Regions from separate parts of the Anas platyrhynchos genome. Here region 1 is linked to region 2. Evidence: chromatin contacts called from public Hi-C data. All regions are on one chromosome and are shown on one strand. Each heading gives the region's core, a stretch centred on a gene start, on an enhancer-like site or on the middle of the called end of the contact. The rest is flanking DNA. Distances are from core to core; before and after follow the strand shown. Region 1 holds the start of AKAP13 (A-kinase anchoring protein 13). Region 2 overlaps AKAP13 (A-kinase anchoring protein 13).

Evidence for each region. A called contact is a pair of places that touch in the nucleus more often than the background predicts.
Region 1: a contact with region 2 is called in a Hi-C map of subcutaneous adipose tissue, with 3 times the contacts expected there. The contact joins the promoter of AKAP13 here to the enhancer-like site in region 2. A contact is called at or near these places in 4 of 8 Hi-C or Micro-C datasets (F1 follicle, liver, skeletal muscle and 1 more).

The regions. Positions count from the first base shown.
Region 1 is chr11:18,378,698-18,384,120 of IASCAAS_PekinDuck_T2T, forward strand. AKAP13 (A-kinase anchoring protein 13) reads right to left here and starts at 2,994. Exons shown (of 41, transcript XM_072043424.1): 1 at 2,839-2,994.
Region 2 is chr11:18,312,016-18,318,005 of IASCAAS_PekinDuck_T2T, forward strand. The region is part of intron 4 of AKAP13 (A-kinase anchoring protein 13); the gene reads right to left. Among named protein-coding and RNA genes, the nearest start is that of AKAP13, 67 kb to the right of the region's middle. Within about 2 kb of position 1,581, at least 1 of the 8 cell types and tissues checked has an H3K27ac peak or open chromatin away from gene starts, as enhancers often do. A contact at or near this core is called in subcutaneous adipose tissue, where this site is marked.

The DNA.
Region 1 (5,423 bases), core at 1,744-4,243, 68 kb after region 2:
TTTCACCCCAGCTGTTAACTTCTGCATGCTGCCTGCCATCTCTAGCAAAACCAAACCCAAAGATTCTCCGTACTTATCAGCTACATGGTTCAATTTACTGCGGGCTACTTGTTGCCTGTGTGGGGAACCCCCACAGAAATAATATATAATAGCACTCGCGTAGATTGCAGATAACGAGCTAGAGTACTAAGCAGGAAGGCTTCCAGGCTGATTCAAGGACTGTTTTATAGGCAAGTGGAACATCACCAAATACCGGGCAGAGAAAACTGATCTGTTGGTGTCCTGGATAAGGAGAGGAAAAGAAATACGTACAGCATGCACAACGACTTCTACTGACCATTTTTCTGTTCAGCAGCTATCTGTTAAAACTTCTTATGCCAGCAGAAGGCTCTACGAAAGCCCCCCCTGCCCTCGTAACACTGCCAGTAAGCCTACCAATGTTTTTCTCCTCTGGTATAATTTATAGAGCGCTGCCCTACCTCATGCTTTGGATAGAATAACCAGATTCCTTTAACAGCACTTAATCCCCCTCTCAGTACAGAAGTGTACCCTGGACCAGAACACGGCTTAGTCAGGAGCGTATCCTGCTGAGAGATTAGCAGCAAGTTCTGCGTGAGCCTGCATCCAACAGCTTCCCCACACAGCCTACGTTTAAAACCCTCCATTTACCTGGCAGGGCTCTATTTGTATGAAAAGCTGGGACTTTTCAACTGCGTTTTTCCTCCTCTGCTGCTGTGGGGCTGTAAATCATGAACACCAAGCTCCTGCCTGGCTCTCTGGCCCCTATTCCTCCACGCATTGCCACGTCCTCACCTTTTGGACCGTGCTGACCATGCCTTGGCCTCCGGACCTGGTTGCCAGACACGGGCTGGAGCACGGGGCCGACACGATGCCGCGCTACCTGCGGGGAGACTTGTAATTCAGGCTGCCTGCAGAACCCGTCTGCCTTGCCCAACTCCACATCCGTGCCCTTCTAGCAACAGCCCCAGGCCAGCCTGTCTGCCCAGCGCCGGGCAGCGCCGAGAGGACAGACAGGAGACGCGCCAGGCTCATGCCATAAGCACAGGAGATAGGTACATGTTTGAACCCATGCCAAGGGACAACACACGCCTGGGTTATCCTCACCTTGCTTAATGCACCCGTATCCTGCTACGAGGCCTGGAAATAAAAAAAAAAAAAAAAAAAAAAAGAAAGGAAAAAAAAGGGTCCAAGCAAAACATCTCACCACGAAAGGTGACAGCCTGGAACCGCAGTGGTGTAGCAAGAGCCCTCTGCGTGAACGGGTGCTCCTCTAGCACAGACAGCTTCTGCCCACAGACACGGATGTTGTGAGGTTAATGTCAATCTACACCCACTGCTAGGATATCTCTGAATAAAATACACCTCCTCTAACACGGCGCTAACTGAATCACGCGTGCCTTACCTTCATGGGACTGTGAGGAACTCGGTTCACCTCCGCAGTCCCCCTACAACTTGGCAAGGGTTTGCAAAGCACCAAAAGCACGCCAGGCAAGGGAGGGATTTTCAGCTGAAGAGAGTCACCACCGGGGGAAATAATGTAGTTTGGCCTTTTAAAACCACTGAGATTACGTTAGCTGAGACTGCCAGCACACGAGACACTCACAGATCTCAGAGCAACTGTCTAAACTCAGCGCTGAAGCTACATGCTTTACATATTTCTACTGCACCGCGTATCTCCATGAGCACCTACAGTTTTATGGCTGACACGGGTTGCAGGGAACACCGCAGCTACCAACTGTCCTGCATGAGCACAGCATTCATAATCCCTTTATCAAGACCCCGTCTGGTCATCCGCAACCAGCACAGAACACCCTTACAAACTTTTTAAAGCACTTTTTCTCTCCTGAGCTCCAGCTAACGAGCAGCCCTGCGAAGGACACAGGGCAGAGCCCATTACAGAGGTCAGCAAAACTCGGCTCCACTAATCCCAGCTCCTTTCCATGACTCGTGGGGATAACGCGGCCACGGCCGGTGGATTAACCAGCTCGGACAATTCGCAGGTGAAGAAACGAGCACGCTTTCACAATCCTCACCCAGGAATCGTCACAGTGGCTTTAGGAGAAGTGGGGTTCCCCTTGAGCACATTTTCCAGCAGCAGGGTGACCCCACAACAAGAACCCCCCAGCCACGACCCCCTGCCCGGCTCCAACAACCCACTGAGCCCCAAAGGTGGGGAAAAAAAAACAAGAACAGAGGAGATTGATTGAAAACCCGGATTACTCTCTCAGCAAAACCCAAACAAACTAAGATACAAAGTTGCATCAGCGAAGCTCGAGGTTTTGTTGATTTCTCCCCCCCCCAGCAGCACATCAATGGGCTGAATAGCGAGGAGGGAGGCTGGGGGCCAGCCGGGGGGGGTGTTTGTGTGTATATAAGCGTGTGTTTGTGTAGATCTGCGTGTGTTTGTGTATTTCTGGGGGTGTGTTCGTGTGCTCCCCCCCCCGCAGCAGCCCGGGCACACGGCCGGGGGTCGCTCCCCCCCTCTCCCCCGGGCAGCCCGCAGACAATAGGGGCGGGAGCAGGCGAGGCGCGGCGCGCCAGCAAAGAAGCGAAAAGTAAAGGAAAAGAGTGAGAAATAAGGAAAAAAAAAATAAAAAATAAAATAAAGAGAAAAAAAGCACGCGAGGCTGAGCGGCTCCGCACGAAGTTGCGCGGAGAAAAGCTCCGAGGAAGAGGAGAAGGAGGAGGAAGGGCGGGGAAGTGTCCGAGGGACCGCGGAGGGGCCCCACTCCCTCACCACCCCAAAAGACCCCTTTTTATCCCCCTAGACCCCTTCCCCATCCTCCGCAAAAACTCCTGCGGGGCTCACACACTCACCCCACGGCGGGCGGGCGGCTTCGCCCCCTGGCAGCAGCGGGGCCGGGAGGGAAGGGAGAGGGACAGGGGACGGGGAGAAGGGAAAGGGAAAAGGAGGGGGGGGAAAGGAGATGGGAAAGGAGGGAGGGGGGTGGGAAAAGCGGCCGGGCCGGGTGCTCTCCGCCCGGGGAGGCGGGCAGGAAGGAGGGCCGGGGGCTGCGGGCTGCGAGCCGAGAGCCGCCGCCGTGCCCGCCCCCGAGCCGCCAGCCCGCATGCGCCGCCCGCCGGGCCGGGCCGGGCCGGGCCGCCCCCGGGCAGGGGGCACCGGGTGGGGGGACGGGCAGTACCCGGCCGGGGGCTTGGGGTCGGGGGAGATTCAGCCCAGAGACCCCCGGGTGAAGCGGGGCTGTCGGGGAGTGGCACCCCCGCACCCCCCCCCTCCGGCCACCTGGCTGGCCCCGCTCATTGGGCTCGCTGAGGTTTGGGTGTTTCTGGTGCGAAAAGAAGCAGAGAACTTTTTTATTATTGATTTTTTAATTCTTTTTTAATGTGCTTTTTATTTTATTTTATTTTATTTTATTTTATTTTATTTTATTTTATTTTATTTTATTTTATTTTATTTTATTTTATTTTATTTTATTTTATTTTATTTTATTTTATTTTATTTTATTTTTACTTAAAGGGGATACTTCCTCCCCACACGCTGGCCAGGAGCTTTAATGGCTTGTTTAGTTTGGTACGCTGCTGCTGGCGTGCCCACCTCCTGCAATGGATAAGTCCTCCCCCAGCACAAGCTGATCTGCTGCACGCACACGCTGCACATCGCTTCCTAGCACAAAATCCAGCAGCTCCACTCATGCCCGCAGCCCTGTCCTGCTCCGCAGCACCTTCCCGCTGCTCTGCTGCATGAGGTGTGGAGTTTGATCCAGGACAATTTCCCTCGCTGTTCCCGTGCCTTGCCCCAGAAAATGGTGGCAATGGCAACCCACCGTCAGCAGACGCATTCATGTGGCCTGTGGTCCGCGTGTGGCTAGGTTTGGGGAGGCCTCTGGAGAGAAGATGCACGAGCAGTTGTGGCGGTGACCTGCCTTCAGTTAGCGTTTATGATGGAAGCTCTTGGAAATGAGTTCATGTGGCGGCCCAACGTTTCCCCTCAGCTTAACCTACTGCACACAGATGCATCCTGCTAGCCCTGGTGGTAGCCAGGCGATCATAGCCACAAAGACAGCAGCCACGCTGAGTTACTCGTGCGATTCCTGTCGCACTAAAGGTGGGCAGCCTCACCTCACTGCAGCCGACCCCAAAAACACTTGCTGTACTTCCCAAAAAGACCTTGCTGCTGGCCAGAGAGCTGGACAAAGGATGCGGGTAATTTCTGTACCTGGTGTGCTCTCTCTGGAGAATAAAAATAATAACACTGAGCTGTGTACAGTGGAGATTTCCTGCTGAAAGTGCTCTGCATGAGCTTGGCATCGTCTTCTAAGGTGTGCAGTGCTGATCCCGTTTAAATCAACTGAAATAATAAAAATGGTTTCACCCCTCATGCAATGTGATCATTTGGAGGCTGGGACATACCGACACCGTACGCCCTTTTAAACCAGGATGTAAAGCAATAATTTCTCATACATGGCTCCAGCAGGGTGAGGCACCTGAGAGCAGGGATACTGGAAATACAGTTTAATTTGCCTTCCTCCCATCCCTGTAAGAAGGGCGTACAAGAGGAACACTGGGAAGTTCCCAGACTCAAAAAGGGGACGGCACAGGATGGCTCAGGAAAGAGCACCATCTAGTGAAAAGCCACCTCCTGCAGAAGCTCTGTCCCCTCCGAGTCTCCAACCAAACAATGACTAACCCAGCCCAGCCCAGCCCAACCTACCTCATAACGTGAGGCAATCAGGAGGAGGTAGCATGGTGACAGATAACAGGTGCCTAAAATTTTCCATAACACACGCTCAGAGATCTGGAGCTTTACCCTCCTGGCTGTCCATCAAGGGCAAGTTTGTTCTCTGCTTGGTGGCCCTAACCTGGCGAGCCAACCTCTGTCTGTGGCTGCCTCTCCAGGGCTGGCATGGCCCCAGGCCTGCCAAAGGCCCCAGCCATGTCTTTGGGATCAGGAGGCAAACAAAGGCTGCAAATAGTTCAGAGAGGCTTTGCACGTGAGGATACAAGTGTAATCTGCAAGCAAGACTGCCCAGGAGTGTTTACCACAGCCGTAATATTCCAGGAGGCAAGGAAATGAGCTTAGAAAACAGAAATATCAAGGAATTTGTGAAGGGAGATGGCTTTCAATTTACTTCTGACAGGCAGGAGTTTCTGGGCGATGACTCCCCACTGGTAAATGGGGGAGTCTGGGGAGATTTTATGTGGTGGCTGAAGTTGTGGGCAGATTGCCGAGTCAGGGAGCTTCCAAGCACAGCTCTCCTCGCCCTCTGCTCAGCGAGGTGGGGCAGCGCAGCCTCCAGCACCAAAGCTTAGCAGGAGGCCACCTGAGCTCAGACTGCACAGCAACGAGGTGATGGGACCGACCGATGGGCCCCGTCCTTCACAGGCAGCCTGACCCTTTCACTCCAGGAGCCAAAAAGGGGGCAGAGAGGGTGTAATTACAT
Region 2 (5,990 bases), core at 331-2,830:
TCACTTAGGCGCACAGAGCTGGGGAAGTTACTAGAACGGGTGGTTAAGAGCCAAACAAGGTGTATTATTGCTTCAGCACACGGCTCCACAACCTCTGGAGCACTTCCATCACCTGCTTTTGTTCAGAGCATCCTGAGGGCCTCTGCAAGGTGCCGTGCTGGGCAGACAGCCTTCACTAAACTAACCAGCCAAGGGCACGTCTAATGGTTTTTAGCTCACAGAAGGATGTGATAAGAATTAACAATGACATTAACAACAAAAGGGCAAAAAGCAAAGTTAAGCTGAAAAACAGAAAGGATAAGAAAAGTGTCATTCAAAAGTTTGTTAGATACTAGGGAAGAAAATCTAGGGAAGATCTACTCTGATAAGAAGAATAGCTGGGAACACAGTTTTATTGTGTGGTTGGAACTGGCAGTATAGTGAAGAAAACACTGATTTATTTTCATTTATTTGAGCAGTTTAATATTGGCCAGGTCATCCATTTAAAACACTGTGTGCCTGCTGTCATGGCCTGGACTGCTGGAACAAGCAGCTGTTGACAGCAACCCCAAATCCCAGCCACAGCAAGCCCCACAGAGCTCTGGTCCAGAGAAGAGGCATGAAGGGAGGAGCAGTGGAGGTCCACTTCTCATCTCAGTAAGTCTCCGTAGCAGAATATTCCCCCCGGTACCATCCAGTTTCCATAGCAAGTGCTGATCTTACTCTTAAAGAGTTTTTCTCAGAAACCGTGGAAACTACTACAATTATTTCCTATAAAAACAACCCAAATTGATAGGAATGTCTTGTTCTGTCCTCTTTCTACAGCCTCTTCTGTTCTTCACTACACTGTAAGTGAACTGAACCACACATTTTATTAACAGCAGCTTGAGTGATTGATCCTGCTAATTACTCACATAGCAATAACAACAAAATTCGTAGAGCTTGGAAGAAAGAGCAGACAGCCTGAACGCATTCAGTGACTAAGAAACAGAAATCCAGCTATTCTCTTGGCATCAGGGAGTTGAAGAGAGTCACAATTCCTGGAAGATAAAGTACATATGATCCTGGAAGATAAAGTACATTTGATGACACATTATTTGAAACAATCTCCTATCACCACAGTATTTTCACAAATAGTCTTGATGGGTTTTAAAGGGAAAAAAAAAATCAGATTTGAACACTAACATTTGAAGGCATAAGATAGAAGGACAGCATTTTCCTTGTACTTCAGCATCCTCTACAGTACAGTAAGCCCTCAAAGAGACACAGCTCAGGGTGTGTTTTAGAGTGCTGATTTTCCTGCCAGCTGCGAAATATCTGCTCTAGCCTCGTAGCTACAGTACTTGGAGCTACCGTAATGCCTAAGACTCTCTTTAAAAAGTGACATAATTCTTACTTTTTTGCCATTAGGGAACAGAAACCATTACAACCATTGCCTTACTGAAAAAGAACCCCCCAACCACAACTGCTATGCAGAGCAAACTGTTGTAACACTGCAAAGCGCTTTGAAACAGACAGAAATGCAGGCAGCCCTGCAGAAAGCAGCACTGAAAACACATCCTGCAGCACAGCTGCCACTTGATGGCAGTGCATAGCATCGATCTTAGCAGAGAGCAATTAATCACAGTTTATTTCCCACTTATGCACAATATGGGATTGCAGGGGACGAGTGCTTGCAAGCGCACTGCATGCGGCACAACTTTGGGAACCAGGGCGCTGCAGGTAGAGCAAAGGAGACCAGGAGCAGATGGGCTTTTCACAGGAGATTTGAGAGTTTAATTGAAAGCATCACGCCTTCATCAATTCAACATCTTCAAAAACACCCTCGTGTTAGCTTTGCTGACAAAATTGGCTCGAGCCTAACAGTTCCCAAAATGAATGCTGCATTTTGTTACAGAAAATAAAGCAGGGACCTGCCTCTTGACAGATAAGATAAGAAATCTGGTTGGTTGTCCTAAAGGTAATGGAAGAATATTTATAAGCTATATAAATACATTCCATTGAGGAACAGGAATTAAAGAGCATTTTCATCCTCTTAAACACCATGTGCTGAGCTCCACTGATCAGGAGGGAAGGCACCGCAATCAGCCAGCACTGGGGTTGGGATGCAATCTCTCAGCATCTTTCCAGATATTAATCAGCTCATCAGCTACTTCAAGACATAAAGAACCCTAAATTCAGAACCTAAGAGGTATAATATACAGTGTAATATACAGTGTTTTTTTTTTTTGTTTTTTAATTTTATTTTATTAAATCTCTTAGTGTGACAATACAAGGATTCCTTTTGCATGTTTGCAGTGGGGCACAGTTTCAGAAAGCAGGTTCAACCAATCTAATAGCACTGCCAAAGAGGGGATTAATGCCTTCTCTACTTTCCCACCCTTTCCTTGTACCAGTTCTAGCATCTTTCTTCTGGAATTCTTATTATTTGAAGATCACAAGCAGTGCTGCCAAGTAATGGTGACTGAAGGGCAGAACTTCAGACAGCAAGCTCTCTAGACTCCAAGCTAGGCCACTTACTGTGCACCAGCACATTCACACACACTGAACAGGATCACAGAAGCAAAGATCAAATGGACAATTATGGGAGGAAGGCTTGGAACCCAAATCACCAGCGTTTTGATTTTGGCTAATAGCAAAAAAGCGCTGAGAAGAGACCTCTGAGCTACAATTTAACCCATGGCTCACCTTGAAGGAAGGCAGTGCTGATGGTCAGGCAGCCTCTTCTCAATTCTCCAGCTAAAACCATCTGCAGTAAATCCATAGGGGTCACCACTCAAAAGAAGTCCTACGCTAACGCGGAATGGATCTTGTGAGCTAGAGGATGCCTCGTCTAAAAGGAGCAAGCCAGCAGCCATGTGGTAACTCATCTGAGCCACAGTCTTTTTTGGGGTACCCAAGAGCAGCAGCTCATCACAACATGATGCCCAGCTCAGGTGGCAGGTGCTGATCCCATTTCAGCAGTAGGGGGACTTCTGTTGCATGATGTAGACCACAGTTTGGGAAGAGGAGAATGAAAAAAAAATGTGGATCAAGGACTTAAAAAAACAAAATCTCAAGAAATGAGGACACAGTTTAGGGAGGATATGATTTTGCCTGCAGAATGAAAACAGAACCAGGAAAGACGCGACGTGCTCCTCTCCAAAGTCCATCTGATCGGGTGCCCCAACCAACTTTCTTAAAACCAAACAAGTAGCAGGTTCTTCCACAAGGAACACAAGCAAGTATTTTATTTGTAAAGGGTGCTAAGAGGCCTTCCACTCGTAATTCAAAGACACTTTGAAGGTGGGGCAGCAAACTACTTTGTCATTAAGAAGAACTCAAGGGCCAACAAATAAAAGACAAGAGGCTTATCAGATCCTCTCACCACAGCACTGAGCTGAACATCAAGGCTCATTCTCCTCCTGCCTAAGGACCTCAAAAGAAAGTCGGACAGGGCTTCTGTATAGTGCTTTTCATGAGAAATTCCCACATTAAAAGCACACTCGGCATATTCCACCTTTTCTGCTGGACTGATCTCATATTTGGGCATTGCAGTGGCTTTTGTGACCATAGATGCCACAAAGAAAACAAATTCAGCATTAGTAGATTAACTAAAACATCGATGCCAACCTAATAGCAATGTTTTACTGCATTAGGACTACAAAGGTATTTCATTTTCTCCTTTTACACCTTTGGTAAAGATTTCTGAAGAAGATTAATTAACCAGCTCATAACACTGCACAAGCCATACTTGGGACTGTCTCAGACATGATAACAACCTGACAGACACTCCTGTCACAAGCCTCAAAGCTGTGTCGTGCTTATTTTCTTTAACCCTTTAATATTTATTCAAAAGAGGGTTTTTCTTAAAACACAAACATCAGAGGTTATCACAATTACTCCTCCTGAGGAATACACACATAAAGGGCATTTCATTCTGGGTGAGATATGCAAGTGAAAGAAATATATTCCTATTATAAGCATTACTCTTTTCTTCCCGTTCTAGATTAAAGGTGACACAATGGGTAACCTACAGCAATTCATTCATTAACAGAAGAGAGGAACTACTGTACCCAAAACCCAGGTTACATTAAGAGAGGGTCAGTACATTCTTGCCGAAGCTTTTGAAGTTCATACTTCATTAAGTTGCACGGCATTTTGGCGTGGAAGTGAGAGCTCTCATCTCTATCAAAACCCTCCCTGAGCAACTCGGCGGGTTGCGCAGCTCCCAGGTGGCAGTTTATACGAGAGACTCAGTCTGCAGACCTGATTAAAGACCAAAGTCAATGGGAGCACTTTTATCAATTAAGCGTTCGCCCTCCCATACAATCTCTGGGTATGACACATTTGGCTTTGTCACCCCGAATAATGCGGACACACCTTAGACAAACCGTGCAGAGGAGGAGTGCTGTGATTTAGAGCGTTTGTTCCTTTTAATCAAAAAGGAAAAGGAAAAAAAAATTGCAGTGATGCATCACCCTTCTCCAGCTGCTAATCTTTTCCATTTCACACCCACTGATCATTATCACCGAGAAAAAACACTCCTGTCTTAAAGACAGATCTAAGGTTGCAGTCTTGGTAGTAATCAAGAGAAGATGCCACTTAATGCTTCACAGCTCACCCCTACCTGTCACCTCCGTCCTGTTCCAGCACTCCCATACCCAGTCCTGCTCTCAGGTTATACTTCTAAAAAACAACGTTGATTTCAGAGTGGCAGAAGATGTGAATGGGTTAAAAAGGATGATCAAAAACATTACAGTAATCCTACAGCCAGAAGCCAGTGAGGCTGCTGAGTACTTCTGAAGTACGACTACCAGGATATTGTATGCAACTGAACCGACCTTGGTCATTTACTCATGTGCACTCTGTACTTACTGAAGTTTTGTTAGAAATAAGGACGCAGCTTGAGATCCTTGATCCTTCTGCAATTAAATCTCCTGCTGAATACTCTTCTGGCCTCTCAATTAATGCTAACATTTATAAAAAGATCAACACTTTACAAAACTCCTTTGAATTTTCTTTCTCGCTTGGATTTTAGCAACAGCAGTATTTAAGCTAAGTGATCGATGTAAGTTATTTAATTTATGAACAGAGAACTTCATTTACAGATCACAACAGTAAAAAGGCCACTTAAAAATAAGGCTCTATTACTCAGAGCAATGCTGAGCCCTTTTTTCCTACCCACGTACTCCTTGATGACCTGAATATTCCAACAACGCACTGACAACAGCTAGGGAGCACTTTGCAATACTCAGGCTGAAACTTTGACTTGTGTTGATAGACATACAACTTCCATAAGAGGGTGAAGATCAGAGAAGCCACTGCATGTATTTAACCCAAACAAACAAAACTCAACTCCCAGCTTCCTGCCTGCCATTAACACAAGACTTCTGCAACCTTCTGCCCAAGGACTGCCCAGCCACATGGACTATTTTTTTTTTTATTTTTATTATTATTATTTTTTTGCACATCTTGCAGTAAAACGCACTTGAAGAAATCAAAAGTATGTGAAAGATTTTCATAGAGCCCCTTTTCTACTGAATATCCACAGTTACACCACAGACTATGCAAAATATTTTTGATACAATTACACACTGGGGGAAAAAAACATCCAAGAGAGCCCCAGCACAGAAAGCAGAGACACTCACCCCAGCCAAGTGACAGTTACTTGTCATAACCTCGACCCATGCCAGTGAAAGAGCCAGGAGATAAAGCTTGGTCCTGTTACAGCCCGCCCTGTGCTATGCTGATTATGAACTGGAGACCACCTCTGGATTAAACTCAAGTTTGTACCACAAAGCTTAGGGCCACTGCTTTAACAGGGTGAATTCAACCCTTCATCACAGCTACGTGAACCCGTGAACCACAGCAGACCTTTCTGAGGAGTTCGCAGCTCTGCTACCCCAATTCTTCAGAACCCCCCTGACAGTAGCAGCTGAGATTAGAGCCCATTGAGGTGCTTCAAGAAGAAAGAAGTGGGTTTGGGCATCTTCATTTCAGATCCATGCTACGACATCAGGCCTCGTCCT